2 separate regions of the Macaca mulatta genome follow, and region 2 is linked to region 1. The links are chromatin contacts, called in public Hi-C maps. All regions are on one chromosome and are shown on one strand. The core of a region is the stretch at or near the end of the contact, and the rest is flanking DNA. Distances in the headings are between cores, read along the strand shown. Region 1 holds the start of KANSL3 (KAT8 regulatory NSL complex subunit 3). Region 2 holds the start of LMAN2L (lectin, mannose binding 2 like).

Evidence for each region. A called contact is a pair of places that touch in the nucleus more often than the background predicts.
Region 2: a Hi-C map of blood shows a contact between it and region 1, with 5 times the contacts expected there. The contact joins the promoter of LMAN2L here to the promoter of KANSL3 in region 1. A contact is called at or near these places in 3 of 14 Hi-C or Micro-C datasets (blood, fetal cortical plate and liver).

The regions. Positions count from the first base shown.
Region 1 is chr13:5,292,568-5,295,756 of T2T-MMU8v2.0, reverse strand. It overlaps KANSL3 (KAT8 regulatory NSL complex subunit 3), which reads left to right and starts at 1,581. Exons shown (of 21, transcript NM_001194121.2): 1 at 1,581-1,676; 2 at 2,793-3,057.
Region 2 is chr13:5,395,595-5,398,783 of T2T-MMU8v2.0, reverse strand. LMAN2L (lectin, mannose binding 2 like) reads left to right here and starts at 1,657. Exons shown (of 8, transcript XM_028832179.2): 1 at 1,657-1,867.

The DNA.
Region 1 (3,189 bases), core at 332-2,831:
GCCGAGGTGGGTGGATCACGAGGTCAGGAGATGGAGACCATCCTGGCTAACACAGTGAAACCCTGTCTCTCCTAAAAATACAAAAAAATTATCCGGGCGTGGTGGCACACGCCTGTAGTCTCAGCTACTCGGGAGGCTGAGGCAGGAGAATCGCTTGAACCCTGGAGGCGGAGGTTGCAGTGAGCCGAGATCACGCCACTGCACTCCAGCCTGGCCGACAGAGAGAGACCCCGTCTCAACAACAACAACAACAAAACAAAACAAAACAAAAAATCAAACTCATTAATAAGCCAAGAAACGGGATAAGATACCATTTATCACCTCTTAAATTGGCAAAGAATGAATCTCGGCTCGGCGATCTCGGCTCACCGATCTCTGCCTCCCGGGTTTAAGTGATTCTCCTACCTCAGCCTCCCGAGTAGCTGGGATTACAGGCATGGGCCACCACACGTGGCTAATTTTTGCATTTTTAGTAGAGACAGGGTTTCGCCATTTTGGCCAGGCTGGTCTTGAACTCCTGAACTTGTGATCCATCCGCCTCAGCCTCCCAAAGTGCTGGGATTACAGGTGTGAGCCACCACACCTGGCCATTTTTAAAAATTTAATTAATTAATTTTTTTAAAAAAATAGAAACGAAGTCTGACTGTTCTGTGCAGGCTGGTCTTGAACTCTTGGTCTCAAGCGATCCTCCCACCTGGGCCTCCCAACGTGCTGGGATGATAGGCATGAGCCACAGCTCCCGGGTGAGATTTATCATCTTGAACCATGACTCTTGCTCTCTCAGTCAGTCAACCAAATAACCAATTATTGATCAGTCATCATTTGAACAATTACCTATGTCCTGGGCTCTATGTTCTCTGGAGGATACAAAGGTTAATTTCCCTGACTTTGAGGATCTACTGTCTCTACACAAAAACACATAGGAAAGTTAACCACACAAAGCGATCTAGGGTCAGTAACAAAATTCTATTTTTTTTTTGAGACATGGTCTCACTCCGTCGTCCAGGCTGGAGTTCCGTGGCGCGACCATGGCTCATGGCAGCCTGGACCTCCTAGACTCAAGTGATCCTCCCACCTCAGCCTCCCGAGTAGCTGGGACTACAGGCATACATCACTATCACACATGCCTAATTTCTAAAATTTTTTGTAGATACAGAGGTCTCATCATATTGGCCAGGCTCATCTCAAATTCCTGAGCTCAAGAGATCCTCCCGCCTAGGCCTCCCAAAGCGCTGGGATTACAGGCGTGAGCCACACAGGTACATTCTTAATGAGGAAATTCAGGGGACTGCCCTGGTGGAGGTGGACAGTTGGGTGCTCGACCGCCCAGAGGGCACAAAGGACCAACACGATGGGGGTGGCGAGAACTGGGGCCGTAGAAGCCAGCCTCGTCCTCCGCCCTCGCTTTCCCTACTGAAAATGCGCGAGGGGGACACTCCAGCCCAGGTGCTGACTTTCTGCTTCGGACACGCTCTCGCGCTCTCGGCGCTCCTCTTCCGGACTGAGGCGCCGGGGCTTTATCCGTTCCGGGCTTTGCCGCTCACCGCCTCTCCCTTCCCAGGCCGTGAGCCTCTTCCGCGTTTTACTCGGTGCCCGCAGCGCCGGGGCGTGGAGGCGTTGACGCGCACGCGCTGAGGGATCTGGCCCGGGCCGAGCGCGCGGCCGTAAGAGCGCGGGTGAGAGCTGCGTTGGCTTCGAGGGGAGTGGCGGGCCGTGGGGTTCGCGGCCCTGGTTGGGACGGCCGGGGGTCTCGGCGAGGGCTTCAGGGCTCTCGGGGCGTGCGGGGGCCCGGGCTAGGGCCGGCTGCCGGGGCTGGTCGGGCGGGTTGGGCCGGGGGCGGGCGGGGGCCGCGTCTGGGCCTCGGTGACGCGGACGCCGAGCCGTGCCCCAGGGAGCGGGAGGCGGGAGGCGGCGGGCGGCGGCGGGCGGCGGCGGGCGGCGGGCGGGGGCCAGGAGGCTCCTCCTCGTCGCGAACTCTGCATGACCTTGGCCAAGTCGCTTCAGTTCCCCGAGCTGGCGACCTCGTCTGTAAAATGCGAGTCATGGCCCTGTCTCCTCGATGGAGGCTCAGTGGCAGGAACGCCTGCGGGGCCGCCGGGGTCCGGGGCGGTTTGCTGGGGACGCCTCGCCGGGGGTGCGGGCGAAAGGGCTTCCACGGGGACCATTTTGTCACAGGCTTTGTGGGGGGAGCTCTCCTTTTCGTATAAACTCTGGAATATTACGAAGTACCGACAGAACTTTTGTTTCACGCGGTACGAGGGACTCGAAGGACATGGAGCCCTAGCTGGGATTCGCTTTTTTGAGGCCCGCGTTGCCCTGCCCTTTAGCGGTGCCCACGCTCCTGCTGCGGACCGGGCTCGGTTGGCATCGTCGGTAGAGGATGATGTGAAGCGACAGAGAACCTTAGCTTTCGACAAACTCACGTTTGTGATTTCCCGTTTGCCAGAACTCTTCCTGCCCACCTAGGAAGTTGTGCTGGCCAAGCAGGTGTAGTGTCTGTCCACGCCAGGTCTTTCTGAACCTCGGGGTCGGTGAGCTCTCCCGTTAGCGAATTTCAGTTCGCTAGAGGTTGAGTATGGGACAACTCATGGCACCTCGTTTTTCTTTTTTTTTTTTTCCTTTTTTTTTGGTGTTGGTGTGGGATTCCACGAACCCTCCCCACCAGAGGTCTGCTGTGAAATGGATACTCAACAGGAATGATAGTAGGTTACAAAAGTAAGCATGTTCGATGGTGTAGATTGGGAGAAATTCAGAATATTGGAATTGACCTAAACTGAAACTTCTCACTGCAGGTGACTAGCATGCAGATACCCTTGCTCTGACTTTCTGCCCCTCCACTGACATGGCCCACCGGGGTGGGGAGAGGGACTTCCAGACTTCAGCTCGACGCATGGGCACCTCGCTGCTCTTCCAGCTTTCAGTGCACGAACGGGAGCTGGACCTGGTTTTTCTGGATCATAGCTATGCCAAGCCTTGGAGTGCCCACCCAGATGCCAGTAGTGCCCGCCCCACCCGCATGCTCTTTGTCACTCCCCGGCGGCAGCACGAAAGTACCATGTGAGTTTGGGCTTCTGAGGGCTGCTGCTGCCATCACTGGGCAGTGATCAGATGGGAATTTAGAGAGGATTTTCTCAGGATTGACTGGGGGAGATTGTATGAGGCGTTTGGATGTTAAATTCAGGCATCTCT
Region 2 (3,189 bases), core at 408-2,907, 100 kb before region 1:
GTCGAGGAGCTTGAATCTCCTCCCCACAGGTGACAGTGAGCCATCAAAGGCCCGGTTAACAAGAATGATGATGATGAAATGGTGCTTATGGCTCGGTGTGGTGGTTTACACCTCTAATCCCAGCACTTTAGGAGGCTGAGGAGGGCGATCCCTGAAGTCCAGAAGTTTGAGACAAATCTGGGCAACTTAGTGAGACTCCCCCCCCACACACCCCATTGCTACAAAAAATTAAAAATTAGCCAGGCGTGGTGACACATACCTGTCGTCCCAGCTACTTGAGAGGCTGAAGTGGGAAGATCCCTTGAGCCCAGGAGGTTGAGGCTGTGGCCATGCCACTGCACTCCAGCCTGGACGACAGAGAGAGACCCTGTTTCAAACACAAAAACAAAAAAAAAGAAAATAAAAAAGAAAGAAATAGTGCTTACTACATGCAAGGCATTGTTCTAAGAGGTTTACCAATATTGACTCATTTAACCCTGACCCTCACCATGGTTAGATGGTTTTGATCACTTTAGTGGCTACGTGGAGACCAGTCTGGACACATGTTGTTGTGGTGCCGGATAAAGATGAAGGGATGTGCCTGTAGTCCCAGTTACTCAGGAGGCTAAGGTGGCAGGATCACTTGAGCCAGGGAGGTAGAGGCTGGAGCTGAGACTGTGCCACTGCACTCCAGCGTGGGCAACAGAGCAAGACCTTGTCTGTCTGTCTCTCTCTCTTTTTTTTGAGACGGAGTTTTGCTTTTGTGGCTCAGGCTGGAGTGCAGTGGCTTAGTCTTTGCTCACGGCAACCTCTGCCTCCTGGGTTCAAGCGATTCTCCTGCCTCAGCCTCCCGGTAGCTGGGATTACAGGTGCCACCACGCCTGGCAATTTTTTTTTTTTTTCTGTATTTTTAATAGAGATGGGGTTTCTCCATGTTGGTCAGGCTGGTCTCGAGCTTCCAACCTCAGGTGATCCGCCCGTCTCGGACTCCCAAAGTGCTGGAATTACAGGCGTGAGCCACAGCGCCCGGCCAAGACCTCGTTTCAAACAAAAAAGGAAAGAAAAGGAGGGAAGGAGGTGATGGCTTTTAGAATTAATTAATTTGTGTGCTTTCAATTCTTCTATATCTGTAGGTTGCTTGATGGCCCAGACTATCACGGCAAAGGAGTCATTTGCATTTGAAGAGAATGTGTCTTCCGCAGTTGTTAGATGGAATTTCTATAAATATCATCAGGTCAAGTTAGTTGGCAGTACTGTTCAAGTCTTTTATAAATTGATAATTTTCCAGTTATTTTATGGATTTGTCTATTTCTCCTTTCACTGCTATATCTTCCAAACTGATTCAGAGAGCTGCAGTTAGGACCGTACTATTGCAGAGAGGATAGAATGTTTGGGACCAGAAGAAACGTTTTATCTCTTTAAATTTACTCTCGTACGCAGAAAACAAAGTGGGAATAAACTACGTATCCCAGCAAGCCTAGCGGAACTCAGGGCAAATGCAAATAAGGGAGTCTGGGCATTCGGCTACGCCCCTTTTCTGGGTTGGCAAGGCAACTGATACCCAAGCCAGCCAATCGGTGATATGCTCACCTGCAGGGGCGGGGCTTGACGAGAGCCAATAGAACGCGGGGACGGTTGTTCTTCGGGCCAATGGGTTGGGCGACAGGGCGGGCTTTTGATGAAGGGTCGGCGGTGGGAAAGATGGCGGCGACTCTGGGACCCCTTGGGTGGTGGCAGAAGTGGCGGCGATGTTTGTCGGCTCGGGATGGGTCCAGGATGTTACTCCTTCTTCTTTTGTTGGGGTCTGGGCAGGGGCCACAGCAAGTCGGGGCGGGTCAGACGTTCGAGTACTTGAAACGGGAGCACTCGCTGTCGAAGCCCTACCAGGGTGAGGCGCCCAGGGTGAGGTGGTCGTGCAGTGGGGCGGGCTTCGGGACTTGATTTCAGGGGTAGAGGCGGGGGCGGCGAAGGGCTTCGTGGCCCGGAGGAAACTGCTGGCGGTGGTGGGGCCCACGGGGACTCCCTCCGCGTTTGGGAGCCACAGGTCTGAAAGTCAGGAGTTAGGTGTGCCTGCCAAGCTCTGGAAGTTTCCAGTAGGTAAAGGCAGGGCTGTCGGGTGCCACTAGTGCTAGGCCTGGAGTTAGACAGGAGGAGTTTGGGAAGGGGAGAGAATTGAGAATGGTGAGGGGTAATTGAGGGCTACTAGCAATGAGCCGGTCTCCAGAGGGACCTGTGGATGTGCTAGAAATAAAGCAAGAGGAAGAACTGGGGTAGAACTTGAACGGAATGAGAAGAAAGATGATAAAATTATGCTGCTGGGTAGAACCACCTTCTCTTCTGCAGCCTAGGGGCCCTATTGATGAAAGACGTTAGGGTTTACACAACTCTAAGCACAGCTTATCGGCCAGAAAATTGATACAGTTAGCTACAAAACGTTGACAAACCAGTGCAGATGGCTTAACTAACACAAGTCTTTCCCCACTAAGGCATAAGTAGTGGGACACAAAACAGTTCAAAGTGCAAGAGTATAGGCTACTACTAAGGGTAATCATTTATTCCCTTACATGCCTGGATAGCCTGTGTGCTGATCTCTTTGCTAATATTCATGAGTTTGCAGACACGAAGTTTTCACTCTTAAAGAAGTTTATAGTTGAGGGTACAGGGAGTAGCTTCACACCTTAAGGGTTGTTTAAAGAAAGAATGTGACAGCCGGGTGCGGTGGCTCCCGCCTGTAATCCCAGCACTTGGGGAGGCCGAGACGGGCGGATCACGAGGTCAGGAGATCTAGACCATCCTGGCTAACACGGTGAAACCCCGTCTCTACTAAAAATACAAAAAAATTAGCCGGGTGTGGTGGCGGGCGCCTGTAGTCCCAGCTGCTGGGGAGGCCGAGGCAGGAGAATGGCGTGAACGTGGGAGGCGGAGCTTGCAGTGAGCTGAGATCGCGCCACTGCACTCCAGCCTGGGCAACAGAGCGAGACTCCATCTCAAAAAAAGAAAAAAGAAAAGAAAGAATGTGACTAAGCGCCAGAGACGTGAGGGTCAAACTCTTTTTGTTTTTATTTATATATTTTTAGAGACAGGGTCTTGTTCCATTGCCTAGGCTGGAGTGCAGTGGCACAATCATGGCTCATGCAGTTTCACCCTCCTGGGCTCAAGCGATCCTGCCACCTCAGCCTGCTGAGTAGCTAGGACTATAGACAAGGACAA